2 separate regions of the Bicyclus anynana genome follow, and region 2 is linked to region 1. Evidence: chromatin contacts called from public Hi-C data. All regions are on one chromosome and are shown on one strand. Each heading gives the region's core, a stretch centred on a gene start, on an enhancer-like site or on the middle of the called end of the contact. The rest is flanking DNA. Distances are from core to core; before and after follow the strand shown. Region 1 overlaps LOC112047949 (SUN domain-containing ossification factor). Region 2 overlaps LOC112047949 (SUN domain-containing ossification factor).

Region 1 (7,494 bases), core at 2,022-4,521:
TCAGTTCCGTCGTGAGCACGATCCATGCAACTGGGTCGAAATATCGACATTAAAAATTTCGTCGTTTTATCGTGGTATGTACCCGTTTAAATAACATTCATAATGAACAACCACCAAATAAGTTTAAAATCATAATATATTTGTTTAAATACGGACCAAGCATGCCATCTATAGTCCACAACTTTAGGTTTTTTACACAACAATAATACTACTCAAAAAGGTTCTTTTAAGCGACACTTTTCGTTTCGATTCACGTACATTTTATTTTTAATAATAAGCTTTACGGCTCTGGGTTCTAGCCCTTTTGAGTCCGGATTCGGATACAACAAATTAATTATCACGGACCAATTATAGAAAGACCTGCCCCGCAAGACGTTACCTCTCTGTCAAACAACCAACGATCTAACGCGTTATCGATTGTATCGATGTTTCATTGTTGTAATCGTTTTCGTCGTCTAAAAAGCTCCCTAATAATTCCGGTTTGTGTAGTAAGTAGTCAGTCAGTCAATGGCATGAAAAACGGTCAACAACTTCTAATTCACTAAAAGATGACGTGACGTTTAATTTGAAAATATTTCTATTTTATGTTTGTTATTCTTTACATGGTAGCCCTTGATTTCAGTCTCACTCAGTAACTGATGTTCAGTCAGTAACTGATGATGCAATCTAAGATCGAAGCGGGCTAACTTGTTAGGAGGAGGATGAAAATCCACACCTCTTTCAGTTTCTACACGACATCGTACCGGAACGCTAAATCGCTTGTCGGTACGCCTTAGCGGTCGAAGCCTTCTACAAGCCAGACCTGAACCAATTAAGAAAACCTCAATCGGCCCAGCCGGGAATCCAACCCAGGACCTCCGTCTTGTAAATCCACCGCGCATACCACTGCGCCACGGAGGTCGTCAAAAACATAATTATAATTAATAATAAATTAAAACAATTTATAAAAGAAAAATCGATTCTATTCTTCTAACGAACGAACGAACAGCAAAACATTGATCCATTAATTGAATATTCTGTGTACAGATTATAATTATTATTTATTCTTGTTAAATTTTTTCGATGTGTGAGTTTACCTCGTCCCCCTCTAAAAACGACAGACAATTTTGTTGCTGCATTTGGGTGCGATGCATTTCCATGTCTAATTCCTCTATGTTAATTAAATAGAGTTTGCAGAAATACAACATAAACGACATAAAAAGAACCTTAAATACCCCAAGCAGACATGAGTCACAAACCATTTTGAAAAACAAAGATTGAGTTTTATGGGTATTAATATGCATTTATAAAATTAAATAAGAGCTTTAATTAATTTTATAAATCGTATTATCGTACTATCATATCAAAAGAAGAAAGAAGTTGTAATTCAAATGATGTTTTCTTTTATTATAATGTGAATAAAATATTTTCATTTATTGCAGAATTACCTTAAACTATGATTAATTTTTTGATTTTGTATTAAGTGAAAGAAGATTTGAGATTTGACAGTTCACACTTCACAGCACAGAACACTACTTTATTTTTTGTCTGTGACTAATACTCCTACTTCACAGTATTCGTTAACTAAATCCAGTTTGTTGTGCGTATTTTCTTCCCTTATAATTTTTGTTATTTCGTTTTGTTCTCGTTTCGTTGTTATTGTTTATTATTGTTATTTGTTGTTCATTTACTGTTTTTAATTTTATTTAGTTTAGTACGAAATTAAATTAGCACTTTAAATCTTAATATTTTACAAATAGAGGCCTAAATTGAAAAGTAGTGTCTTAACAAACTCATCAAATTCTACATAAAAACGTATATCTAACAATAACCCACACTACGAGAAAACGAGTAAAAACTATTTGTCAAGTTTTTAATTTACGCCTATAATCGCGTACATAATTTTCATAGTCAAGCTACAGTTTTCTATTAGTAATTGAGTTACAGATAGAAGGACAGACGGACATGGGTATGGGTATCTTCAAGTCAAGAGTGAATAGGCATCTTCTAGGCAAGCGCGTTCTACCAAAGGCTGCCTCATAGCTTACAATCTAGCGTACAGCTAAGCGGTGCTTGCTTATACATAATAAAAAAACAAAACTATAAGGGTTCTTTATTGACCACGGAACCCTAAATATAAGTTACATTAATCAGATAAGAAACATTATCTGTTCGATAAATAACAGTTTATAGGAACATAAAATATAAAAAAAATTGTCTATCAAAGGAAGTTTTATTTCATGACAATATTCGTGAATAATGCTTTAGTAAAATGTTGAGCACCCCTGAATCATATGTTTTTGTTTATTTACATTGTTTAAAATACCTACCCGATCTGACTATATATACGTTTTTATATCACCAATACGAAGTATATCGTAAGTAAGATTTAAAACAGCATAGTTAAACTATAAATAGATAGAAGCGTAAATAATGGCTCTAAAAAGGTTTTGTCTGCGAGTGAATTCTCACTTTCCCCTCAACACAACAGGCACCCGGTATTCCGACTTGAGCTTAATTATTCTCTAGACTGCCCTTACTCTGTGTTCTCGAATGCAACAAAACTACTAATGATAACAGACGAATGTCTTTTATGGATTCAAAACTAAAAATGATAACAGACAAATGTCTTTTATGGATTCAGTACGAGGGTGCTGGTACCATCGTATACCTACTACAAAGAAAAACTCAAAGCAGATCCCGGGATTTGAAAATTCAAAAATTCATTTATTTCAAGTAGGCTCAGTTTACAAGCACTTTTGACACGTCAGTTGACTATTTGTAAAGATTCTACCACCGGTTCGGAAGACAGGTTCTGCTGAGAACTTGTGTTTTGGTTGTAGGGTTCTTTTATACCTTATACATTCACTTTTCTCATGTGAAAACTACATGCTTGCTCAGAAAAAAATAGTAGTATCCTACTAGCGTAGCTATGGATATATAAAGCTTGCAGCAGCACGACGTCTTTCAGCACAAACCTCATCAGAGAAAAACATGTCTTTAAACTAAGACGAAATTAGGACGAGATGCGCTTTTAGAGAAGAGAGTTATCCTCCTGTTATTTTAGCATTTAAGCTCGAATATGCCTGAACTTCTTTCTGCGCTCACACTCTGCGATAACATTTGCACAGCAAATATTCAATCAGCAAAAATGTCCATGTCATCTTTCACACGTTTAAAACACGAACAGAAGTCGATCACAATTCGACACGAATCCGCAACAATGGTAGGAGTTAACACCTAAAGCTTAAGCAGACAGTGAATGACCGATTGCAACAACCTCGAGCGATACTCTTACAATGAGCGACAACAGGCTTTCATAAGCGGTCTTGAGAACTTAGGGCTACTGTCCACTGGACTTAGGTCGTGCAAAATGGCAAATATATTTTATACGGAGTGGAATGTGGGAAGTTGGTGTTACGCTCCTTAAGGTCCATAATAAAAATGGATGGTATCTCGGTAATATTATGTATCTTGCACAATGCACATGATAATATTTTGGGCAGGATTGATAACAAGACTTTTTGTATTTCAGCCCACCCAATAACCGTTAAACTATTGAGGCTTAAAGTTAATAAAAAAAACTTATTTTTAGTAATTATTTTGTTAACGACATTACAATCAGCGTGAGGTCATTGACCTAGTTACTGCAAATACATTTAAGAGATAAGAGACGTATGTTAGTTATTTTACTCGTACGTGGTTGAAAATATATTCACAGATTTGGTATAAATTAAGTTACGCCAAAGTTCTATAAATATTTGAGGAAAAAAATCACGAAATTCCAGAACCTCTAATAAAACAGATTAACCGACATGACACCGAATGTGTACTTACTTTGTTATATTATGCTTTTAGGTTTTATATTGAGTAGATTACGAAATGGGAGTAGAAAAACACATTTTTTCCTAGTAACTATAGCTTAGTAAGTTCGCTGATGACCCTCCCATGATATGCGGGTGACGGGGGAGACGAAATGCGCGAGTGTGAAGTCGTACGCGCGGAGCAGAGGGAAGGACTTCGCGGGTATGAAGTCATGCGCGCGGGGCATCGCTACCCCTCTCGGCCCGCGAATCATCGCACCATCTGGAGTGTTAAGAACAAATTTGCCAAGCCTGTGGCTATAGTCTGTGGTATGAACGTAACGTTTCACTAACAGTGAGGTTTTTTTTATTTTCAGCAGACAAGAGATTGTAGTTTAGGTATTGTCTATCAGACAGTGAAAATAATGAAAGTGCACAATTTATTTATAAGAGCCAGTTACCGATATGTCACTAACGAATCGGCTTACATAAAGTTAACACTCTCGTTAACTGCCGTCTCCATCACGTAGGCGTCTCATTAGAAATGGCTCGCTTTCATATTTTTAATCAATTTACTTTCTATCCTCTCAAATTGAGTCCTGCGGCTAGAGTACTACGATTTATAGTGGACACTGTTAACTGCAGGTCTGTCTAGCCATCCTACGCGATCCGTTTCGCTACTCTACGCGAGCGTAACTGTCGCCTTCGATTGTTGTTTCCCATTTTATAGCTATAGCCAGCAAACGCTCGTGACTTCATTCACAATTTGTCAGTTTTTCACAATTTGTTTTTTATTATTTGCAAGTTAGTCCTTGTTGTCCAATCTCACCTGATGGTAGGGTTTCCAACCGTATATTAGTATTGTACTATATTTCGGGACTGCGTAAAAATACTGCAGAATTTTTACTGCCGAATTCGGAAGGGAGAATCTGCCTTCCGAACCGGTGGTACAATCTTTACAAATAGTCAACTGACGTGACGACGTAAAAGTGCTTGTAATCTGAGCCTACTTGAAATAAATGAATATTGAATTTTTTGATTTTGTTGAATACTATATTTTCAACACTGAAATCTAACTATTTTAAATCTTATCTTATTTTAAATCTTTAAGAACATTAGTTTTCAATATATGTAATAGCGTTTATCCTATCTTATCTATCTTACTGAGTTCCAAACAATTAAACAAATAAAAAAAAATAGCATTTGGTTTCAAAAAATTAAAAATCAGATGTTTTTACATCATATGTTTATTCCATAAAGTACTATATTTTTTTTTATAGCGAAATCTGAGAAACACTTTAAGTACGCTAAATCGATTGGCGGTACGTCTTTGCCGGTAGGATGGTAAATAACCATGGCCGAAAATAATGCTGCAACATCATTTAGAACCTTCAGGATACCTACTAAAATACTTGCCAACGTTAGATACGTTGGCAAGTAATTTAGCAATAGACATATTTCGTTTCACTGATAATTCCATTAGAAGGGTTTTATTTTTCTTAATTTCTCTATAACAAACACAATGAAATACTTAAAGCCTTAACGACCTCGTTTACATAATATGAAGATCAAAATCGAAACAGTGAAGAAATCACTGTTCTTACATGATATACACATAAAAAACTATGCAGCAAATCGTTTGCAATCATTGCAATAATTGCAGTTCTTTTCTTTGCAATAAATACTTCGTTTATTTTTTTATTCCAACCAGATCTGTAGTTTATCATTAACAACCCACATTCGGCTCACTGTAAGCACAAATCTCCTGTCGTTATGAGAGGGGTTAGACCTTAGTCCACCACACTGGCCAAATGCGGATTGGCAGACCTCGCACACATAGAGAATTAAGAAAAAGCGGACTTCCTCACGTGATATTCAATATCTTGAAAAAAATGCATATAACTAAAAAGTTGGAGGTGCATGCCTCGGACGGGATTCGAACCTACGCCCTCCGAATCGAAGGCAGAGGTCATATCCACTAACCTATCACGTCACTCTGTGATATCCCATCCTTTCATGTTTTTTATATTCCGCTCTATCCATGGACCCTTACGACATACTGCGCGTTCCAGTACATACTGCATAGCTGCATAGTGCTTACTGCAGGTTAATTCATTTATTTCTCTCAATAGATGTAGATGACAGATAGAATTAATTAACCAATTAACAATGTACCAAAGTTCACAATTTTCTGTTCTGTTAGGAATAATGTACTTATGCAAGTCACGTCTTTAAATAAAATTGTTTCGTGCTGAAAAAAAAACATACGCCCTACATAAAACTACTACCTACTCTTGATGAAAGATGAAAAAATCTTTGAAACGACAAGTATTTCATTACTTATACCTTGGCAAATTCGTTCGTAACACTCCCGATATAATAGACAGATAATTGTGGAGTGATGGTGCAACATAGTCGCAAAAAATTGGAGAAGCACTTCGCTGAAGGTATCGCATGTTGTAACAACCAAGACCACCCAATACGCGATTAAAAAGAACTGGGAGTATTCTAGCAACTACGACCACTCTGCCAAAATAGCAATAAAAAAACTACCTTAACTTTCTATGTAAGAACGACGATGAGCATACAACTAATTATTATTAATGGCACCAGTGGCAGCCCTACGAAACAAAGTAAGCATAGCAAAGCAATGGCAAATAAATCAGCGTCCACGATCCCAGTAAATAGCGACCTAAAAGTGAAAAGCAAATTAAATTGGAAATGCAATCGTTTAACTATCGCGGAAAAGTGGCCCGACCTGAATCTGGGCCCCACGGAAGCGTGGTCGGTTCGTTATACGCAACAATTAAAGTTCCCACCGTCAGAGGTTATCGACGGATCGCCGAGTGTTGCAGCCAGACGCCTCGGGCTACGGCCGGAGAGTCTGGAGTGTGGGTTTTGTGCCTACTAGTCATTTTAAAACATATGTGTAGCTGCAAGATGATCTTCCTCAATGTTGGAATAGCATCATTAAAATTTGACGGCCCATAACAGAGCCAAGCCCTTTTTTTTTTTTATTCTTTACAAGTTAGCCCTTGACTACAATCTCACCTGATGGTAAGTGATGATGCAGTCTAAGATGGAAGCGGGCTAACTTGTTAGGAGGAGGATGAAAATCCACACCCCTTTCGGTTTCTACACGGCATCGTACGGGAACGCTAAATCGCTTGGCGGTACGTCTTTGCTGGTAGGGTGGTAACTAGCCACGGCCGAAGCCTCGCACCAGCCAGACCTGGGCAAATTAAGAAAATCTCAATCTGCCCAGCCGGGAATCGAACCCAGGACCTCCATCTTGAAAATCCACCGCGCATACCACTGCGCCACGGAGGCCGTCAAAAAGCCTCCTAATAAGAAAAGGGTTATGGAGCTTAAATCTACCACATTGCTCCGATGCGAAGCTTAAATCTACCACACTGCTCCGATGCGGAGCTTTAATCTTCCGCGCTGCTCCAATGCGGAGCTTAAATGTAGCACGCTGCTCTGAGACGAAGCTTAAATATACAACGGTGCTCCAAAGAGGAGCTTAAATCTACCACGTTGCACCAATGCGGAGCTTAAATCTACCACGCTGCTCTAACGCGAAGCTTAAATCTACCAGGGTGCTCCGATGCAGAACTTAAATCTACCACGCTGCTCCGATGCGGAGATTTTATCTACCACGCTTCTCTAATGAGGAGCTTAAAGCTGCTCCAATGCGAGTTGTCTATGTTAA
Region 2 (7,494 bases), core at 3,224-5,723, 60 kb before region 1:
GGTTCAGCACGGTGTCTTTCTTTTCGGCCTCGGCTAACTGTTTCTGCGCCCACTCCGAGAAGGAGGGTATATCTTCTTGTGGTGTTTCTGGTTTTATTGGAATGTTTTCTTCGAGTGTTTCTACCGGTTGAGATTCGTCTACGAGTTCCGCGTCTGGCGGAGCCGGGATGCTCTGTGGTGCTTCTTCAGGCTGTCTATCTTGGATAGGCTTCGCTTTGACTACAAGCCGAGGTTCCGTGCTCGCTTTTTCGGTAACTTCTTTTTCCTCATCGTCGTCGCCCGCACTGTCGGCGATGGCAAAACTAGTTGTTTCATTGTGCTGTTCAGATTCGTTCGCGAACAGTAACTCTTCTGGTGTTCTGAGGTCTAGTTTAGCATTTTCTGCCAGCGAGATGAGTATCGGAGGCTGCCCCGTGTCAGGTAACCTGGAATCAAAGAGAACAATGTGAATATTCGTCGGAAACTGATTTCTTCTTCACACAGATAAGTATAGTCTAATTACTTAAGTACTAGTTAACTGAGTGTACTCCTTACAAGTCAAAATGAAGGCCTTATTGTTTAAAGTGTAAATCGGATTTTTTAAACTCTTACATAATGTCATGTCATTATTACTAATCTTTAATATTATATCATTACCATTATAAAGTTATGATATACCTAGGTAGTTTTAAGTCAACAAGACCGTCCAACGTTAGATAAAATAACAAAGTTGCTATTGCGGACAAAAAATTAAAAATAAAGAAACATCTGAATGCTTAAATATTTTCTTACAAAGGTATAAAGAGAAAGTGCAAATATCTTCAAATCTCGTGGTAGCTATCAAAACCTCTGATAGAATCAATCTGACGGGGAAATTCGTAATTTCATTATTATTAGCCGGCATATTGAATGCGCCGATTAGTTATAGGTTGATGTTGATTAAAATCAAATTACAAGGCAATAAATCGCTTGAACGGAAACAAACCATTACAAATTATGCGAAAATTGAAAAATCGAGGGAAATTGACACGGTAAAACTTAAATGCGCAATATGATTGAGTAACCTAGGCTTGCGACTTCATTAAGTTTTCTGATTTATATTGCCCTTACCAGCTTTCATTTTCCGTACAATATTGGTATATTGAATTCTACAGTCAATGATCACCTTCAAAATAAAGCAATCGCGCTCTAACGCAGTACTGACTGAGTCTACGATAGTAGCTTTAGACCTCATTTTAGGAAGGCTGCCAGTTTAGCCCATGCTCCTACTATAAGTACATGGAGTTTGGACATGGTGACTTTGGAAGGTAGCCAGTTTCAAGGCTCCAGATCTACGATTGAAACGTACATTTTTAAAATTTTCTACAGCATATCATGAGGAATCATGTCTACAGTCCTTTAAAAGGGACCTTTAAAATTATGTTAAAAAATCTTTGAAAGTTCTAAGTGACTGTCGGCTGGAGACATGATTTCTCATATTATGCTGAGGAAAATATCAAAAGCGACTAAAGTCTAAACTCCATAATTGGCTACCGTACTTACTGTGGTAGGAGCATAGACTAACAAAGTCAAAGACGACAAAGTTACCTATGTCGTGGATTACAATGATTACCTACGCTGCGGGTAAAATAACCTAAACTTTCCAAAAGTTTTACTAGTTGTCGAGTACACAATACATACATAATATATAACGTTCTGGTTAAATAGATTACTTCCAAAACATTAGGACTTTTATGAATCTCATGACTTCAATAAACAATCCATTTCGCGAATAGGGAAATATTCACAATAAATTTTCGATTATGACGACATGTTTCTGATTTAGTGCGTATTTCCTCCGCCGTTCGTTGCGAATACTATTTCACTACAATTTAGAGTCGCAATAATCGTATATTTCGATTAAACTATGCTGGAATGCAAGTAAGCCGGTTTACTTCTCGTCTTTGCCGCGGCGACGTGGGCAGTTACTAGGTGCGTACACAGATTGTATATTTCGAGGGAATGCAAGACTTGCGGTTTAACTTGTAACAGTTAATTTGACTTCGGTTATACATGGTTTGGCTCGATAATTCCTATTGAAGCAGCGTGGTGGGTCCAATCTGGTCTAAAGGAGAAAGGTCTGGCGCTGGTGGACTATTAAAAATAAGCTGATGATGAATATACACGGCTCATGGTGTTTTGATAGGACAAGACAGTTATTTTGCGTAGAAAACTTGTCTTCTTTGGATATTTGCAGCTAGTATCCAAATTCGCTTACAAGATTAAGCCTTAGAAAAAAAGATATTGGGAAAAAGAGGACCCGAAAAATGCCAATAATGTTCGATGATGTTAGACCCACTCTTTTGGACGACTGGATAGTACATCACAGAAAAAGATAAAGAAGCCTTTTTGACCGTTACATTTCATTTCAGGATGGTTCATTTTCAAAGGAACTTTAGTTTTGTAAGATAAAACGACAATAGTAGGGCAGGGATCGAATCCTAATTCTAAAATGTGAGTTCGGGACCTTTACTGTGAAATTACGAGTAATGAGATGATTTAAATGAATTCTGTCATATACTGACACGACCAAGCCGTGAAAGTGATATAAAGATGTGATAAGTTAGAGTCCTGTAGGTACCAGTCTAAATAAAATACGAGGCCCTATTCATATTTGTAATGGACGTGGGCAATTGAGACAATTACTGTATCAATTGAGAACATCGGACTTACGAGTATGTGGGAATGCCTTGCGTATTGTATTTATTGATAGAGACCAAAAATAATAGCTGATGCTTTAGTTAAGTTAGTTACTTTTAGCACATAGGTACTTTAATCTCGAATATTTATTTTTCGCGAAGTGGAACTCTACTTCTTTTAAGTTCGATTATATATAGATGAAAAGCCCCACCATCATCGTAATAGGAGTTAAATCTGAAAGGTCTGGGATGCAATTCCCGCCCGTTGATTGACGTACCCATTTCTAAAGCAAGCTTTACGCTTACTTGAAGTCGAAAGTATCACCTCACCTCGGTCGCCCAGATATTAATTTTATATGGCTAAGTAATATTCTTGATAAAAAAATGGAGAGTAAAATCATTTCAAGGACGTTTAAAGTTCACGTTTTCAATTCATTTTATGAAAGAGAAACGAAGACGTAAAATGCTTCGGCTTTAAACAAATGATATAGCAACGCAGAATAAAAAAGCAGGCGAAAAACCGATTCACATAAAGTTGCGTTTACACAGGTATTTGATTTGACGAGCGATTAAAGTTCTTTTTCAAGGAATTTAAAGAATTTTAACAAATAAACAAGACATCGATACGTTTATCACGCAGACACTTCGCACGCTCGTTTAATAGACCGTAACAACGTCAGTTATTGCCTACTACATGAAAACGCAGGCAATTGTTGTTCTTTCTGCGATAAACTATAACGATAATGATTATTATTGACTTCTACAATAAGTAATTAAGGAAATTCTTGGAATGCAAAATGCATGTGAACAATAGGCAATGTGCAAATGTATCTTTATTTTTTATAAAAAAAAAGTGATATCATGCACGAGACTCGGGGAATCCCCAAGTTGTTGTTGGCAATTTCACTTTATTTTCTGTTATGAAGATTTAAAATTTCTTTGCAAAGTTAGTTTTAGTTAGTTAATCTTCGCAAAGCGGGGCACATGAAAATCGATGGACGCTGGGGTCCCAATGTCTCTTCGTAGGTACTATGAGCCCCGCTTATAGTCACTACAACTCCGAAATTCGTTGAGCTATGTCGGTGGCTTTGGTTTTTCTGCGGATCTCCTCATTTCTGATTCGATCACGCAGAGATACTCCAAACATAACTCGCAAGTTACTCAGTAAAAAAGAAGCTAGAAAAGAAGTTTTTTGGAGTGTGCAATTTTTTACATTTTGTACATAAATGAAATTTAATAGACATTTATTTTTTTCTTTTTTTCATTAGCTAATAAATACCAAAGTTATCGTTTACGGACGATGTTTACTTTATAACTGATTTTAGGGCCACCCTATCATCTGTAGCTACAGTGGTGGCGTTTGAAACTAATGTGTTCATTATTTTGTTATTCTTGGAGTCAAAAATTATAAAAAAAAATACATTTCATAAAAAGTATAGACTGTACTGAAGATATATTCTATTAACGGTACAGAAGCAATATAAATAAACAGCCTGTATATCTGTATGGAGTGAAGTATTACTCGTGTCTTTATAAATTGTTGTACGTCAGAAATAGTCTAACGCATTATATATTGTTGATGTGTGATATGTTAATGAGTGGCTTACGTGTAGAATATCTTGGTGAGTCCTTGGTGGCCACCGTACGACAGCAGTTGACAGAGCAGCAGCGCCGCCAGCAGCGCCCGCGGCGGCGACATCGCGCCCGCGCCGCCGCCGCATTGGCGACGCTGCGCACCTATCACGACACACGACACCCGCGCCCCGCGCCGCGCGCACCACGCGCACTGTGCACGCACCTTTATGACGCTTTGTTACGCTTCATGTGCGCACACCTTTATGTTATACACCACTTGCTTGTTAATACGCATGCGTCTTTATATATACACTGGCACGCGCGAATGTAATGCACACACAACTTTATGAAACTTTTTCTTCGCTAAGTTCAACAAAGTATCTACAAAGCACTTTAAAGTTGGCAAAGTTATTTATCCGTCGATCGCGTTGGTGGGAAGTCTTGGGAACACATTTACGAGTATGTTATAAAAACTGTAGGGTGTATGATCTTTGCTTTTATCAAAAGTTATAGTTTGAAAGTAAAAAGTGTTTGAAGTATTGTTCACTGTAAGCACAATATATTATTTTTCTAAAAGGGAATTGGAATTTGGAAACAAACTAAACATGTATAACAAACTTGCTTGTCAGACTTGACTTTTCATCAAAGTATTTGACAAACACGTTTGATTTGCCAAAAAAAACTGATAGTTTCCAAGGCGCTGCATTTATATCACATTATGTTCCTGAGTTGAGTAATAAAGGCAGCATATAAATAAGTAAAGTTGAACGACCACACGTGCCTTATTCTATCTGTTATTTTAATAATATTAACAGTATACAATCGGTCCGCGTTAGCGAGAGATAATTACGTCGATCTTCGTCACTTTATTACAACTTCAAGTATTCAGTAGTTGCGCGAATAAATAGATGACTGTCAAATACACGTCATATAAACATGGTCTTTATGCAACAACAAAGATGCTACTGAGAAATATATTATGCTTCTTTCACCACTTTATCCAGCCAGATATTAGCAAGATACAATGGTTTGCATACTATTTACTTGTATATAGTACAGGTAAAGTCTTAATATTTAATTTATAATGCATAATCATAAAGCAAATAACAAAATGATTTTATTGTATCGTCAAATAATACTATTACGGTAGAAATAAATAAAAAGGAAGTGTCTGTTTGAAATTTAAAAGTAACATTACTTTTTACTAACATATTAAAGGCTGATGTATGTATGGCGAGTATTTTTGCCTATTGGTTTGTTTGTTTCGGCTAATCTCTGAAACGGCTTGACCGATTTTAGAGGTCTCACTAGTAGATAGCAGATGTTACAAGCAATTACTTTGGCTACTGTTCGGATCTACGCGGACAAAACCGAGGACACCTTGGCTTGTGGCTAAATTGAGACATGATAATACGAAAAGTCCCCAATAGGTAAGTATAGCCCGATAATATTGTTATCTTGAGTTAGTATAATTATCGTACAACCCCAGTACAGTCTACAGTAGGTCAAACGGATACTATGCAAAGATCCACGCCAAAGATATGACAGTGTCGTCAACAAATTAACATATCTGTACGACATATTACGTGGTGGAATTTAATTGCATTAGGTAATGACGTAAAACCTCTAATTAAAGTTCGATGCGCCTTGCAATTTATTATGAGAACTGAATTGTTCATTCTTCACGCCCGTAAAATATACTGAATAATGGGCCATTTAAAATTGAAATAGGCAATAAAGTAAATAAAAGTTAATTGACACATACCCATTATGGAATAGTCTTTATGTACACTCATATCATAAAAATTAAAAACCACATTTATAAACAAAAAAAAAACTCTTTATGGTATGTATCCTAAACGTGCTTATATAATGAAATTATAATAGCATTGTCTTAATTTTATAGTAGTACAATTTTCATTATCATCTGCATATATAAAATACCCACTAAAGGAGGGCAGGCCTTCCTTATAGAAGAGGAGACATGGAGCTTAAACCCAACACCCTACTCCAATGTGGAGTTAAGCGGGATAGAACCATTAACTTCCTCCGGTAAACTGAGAATTTTTTGGAACAAAGATAGTTCGCCCGGGATTCGAATGCTCGAATGGTCATCCCGTGACCCGAATAATCAACTACTAGACCAAAAAGGTTGTATACTTTTATCTGATTAACAATATCTCAAGTCTCTCAAAACTCAAACAAGCACTTATAAGATGTTATCAGAAGTGGGATAAGATTAGTATATTCAGAAAAAAGCAGCTGTTAATGAGAATAACTACGACGAAAGTACATTACGTGTTCGTCAAATCATTAGTGCTTATATTAACGGAATTCCGCGATAGAAAAGAAAGCTTTCTACGTTATCTAATAATGCTAATGTAGATACCAACAGTTCAGTCCTCTCTGCGAGCCAATAAAGAGTTTAAAGCCCGTACTCTGATATCTACGGCTATTTATTAGAAATCAACGCAAATAGAAATATATTATTCTAGCAGACGTGCCGCAGTTTCGTTCGTTTTCGTTCCCGTGGGAATACGGGAATACTAACTACAGCCAATCACAAATAATGTAGCTTTCTATTGGTAAAAGAATTTTAAAATCGTTTCAGACGATTAACTCCTAAGAATTCATAGCTTTATTTTTTATAATATTAGTGTAGTCTAGTCTAGTCTATATAATAAATGCGAATGAATAAATAATCATTCGTATAGTAATAATGGATAAAAACTATGTTATGGTAATTTTTTGAAATAAATCGAAGTTCGAAAATATAACAAGTAAATAATCGTAATACTTACTTCATTCTGCGTTTAGAATGAAAATATATGTTATCAATTAAACCCGTCCACCCAAAGCGTCTCATATACTAACTACATGATTTAGAGATCTTAAAACTGTTAAAATTTCGGTAATCCAATAACTAAACCTAAAATATTTAACCAATTTTCCGCTGTAAATCATGCCTCTCGATCTATTGTAACAGTTTAAGAAACAAACGATCGTCCGTCATTTATTTATTGCCGCATTTACGTAACAAGGAACGTAATTTTACGCGACGTCGATTCTTATAATTGCGCGGTGTTAATAAACCCGCGACGGCCGTATACACGATATACCTACGCACGTGCAACCTTTGCTTCGCCGTTAAATAGCAGTATCCGTTAATAGGTGCTATTTGTGGCTATAATTAGCTGTGTAGAACGCTTTATCACACTGATCGCATATCCATTGGCACTCGATCATATCTATCTCGATCATA

Evidence for each region. Hi-C and Micro-C count contacts between places; a contact is called where the count stands out from the background.
Region 2: a Hi-C map of whole larva shows a contact between it and region 1, with 2.2 times the contacts expected there. The contact joins two enhancer-like sites. A contact is called at or near these places in 2 of 2 Hi-C or Micro-C datasets (whole body and whole larva).

What each region holds. Positions count from the first base shown.
Region 1 is chr3:17,803,723-17,811,216 of ilBicAnyn1.1, reverse strand. The region is part of intron 2 of LOC112047949 (SUN domain-containing ossification factor); the gene reads right to left. Among protein-coding and RNA genes, the nearest start is that of LOC112047949, 13 kb to the right of the region's middle. Within about 2 kb of position 3,271, at least 8 of the 8 cell types and tissues checked have open chromatin away from gene starts, as enhancers often do.
Region 2 is chr3:17,865,175-17,872,668 of ilBicAnyn1.1, reverse strand. LOC112047949 (SUN domain-containing ossification factor) reads right to left here. Exons shown (of 4, transcript XM_024085273.2): 3 at 1-425. Among protein-coding and RNA genes, the nearest start is that of LOC112047952, 28 kb to the left of the region's middle. Within about 2 kb of position 4,473, at least 8 of the 8 cell types and tissues checked have open chromatin away from gene starts, as enhancers often do.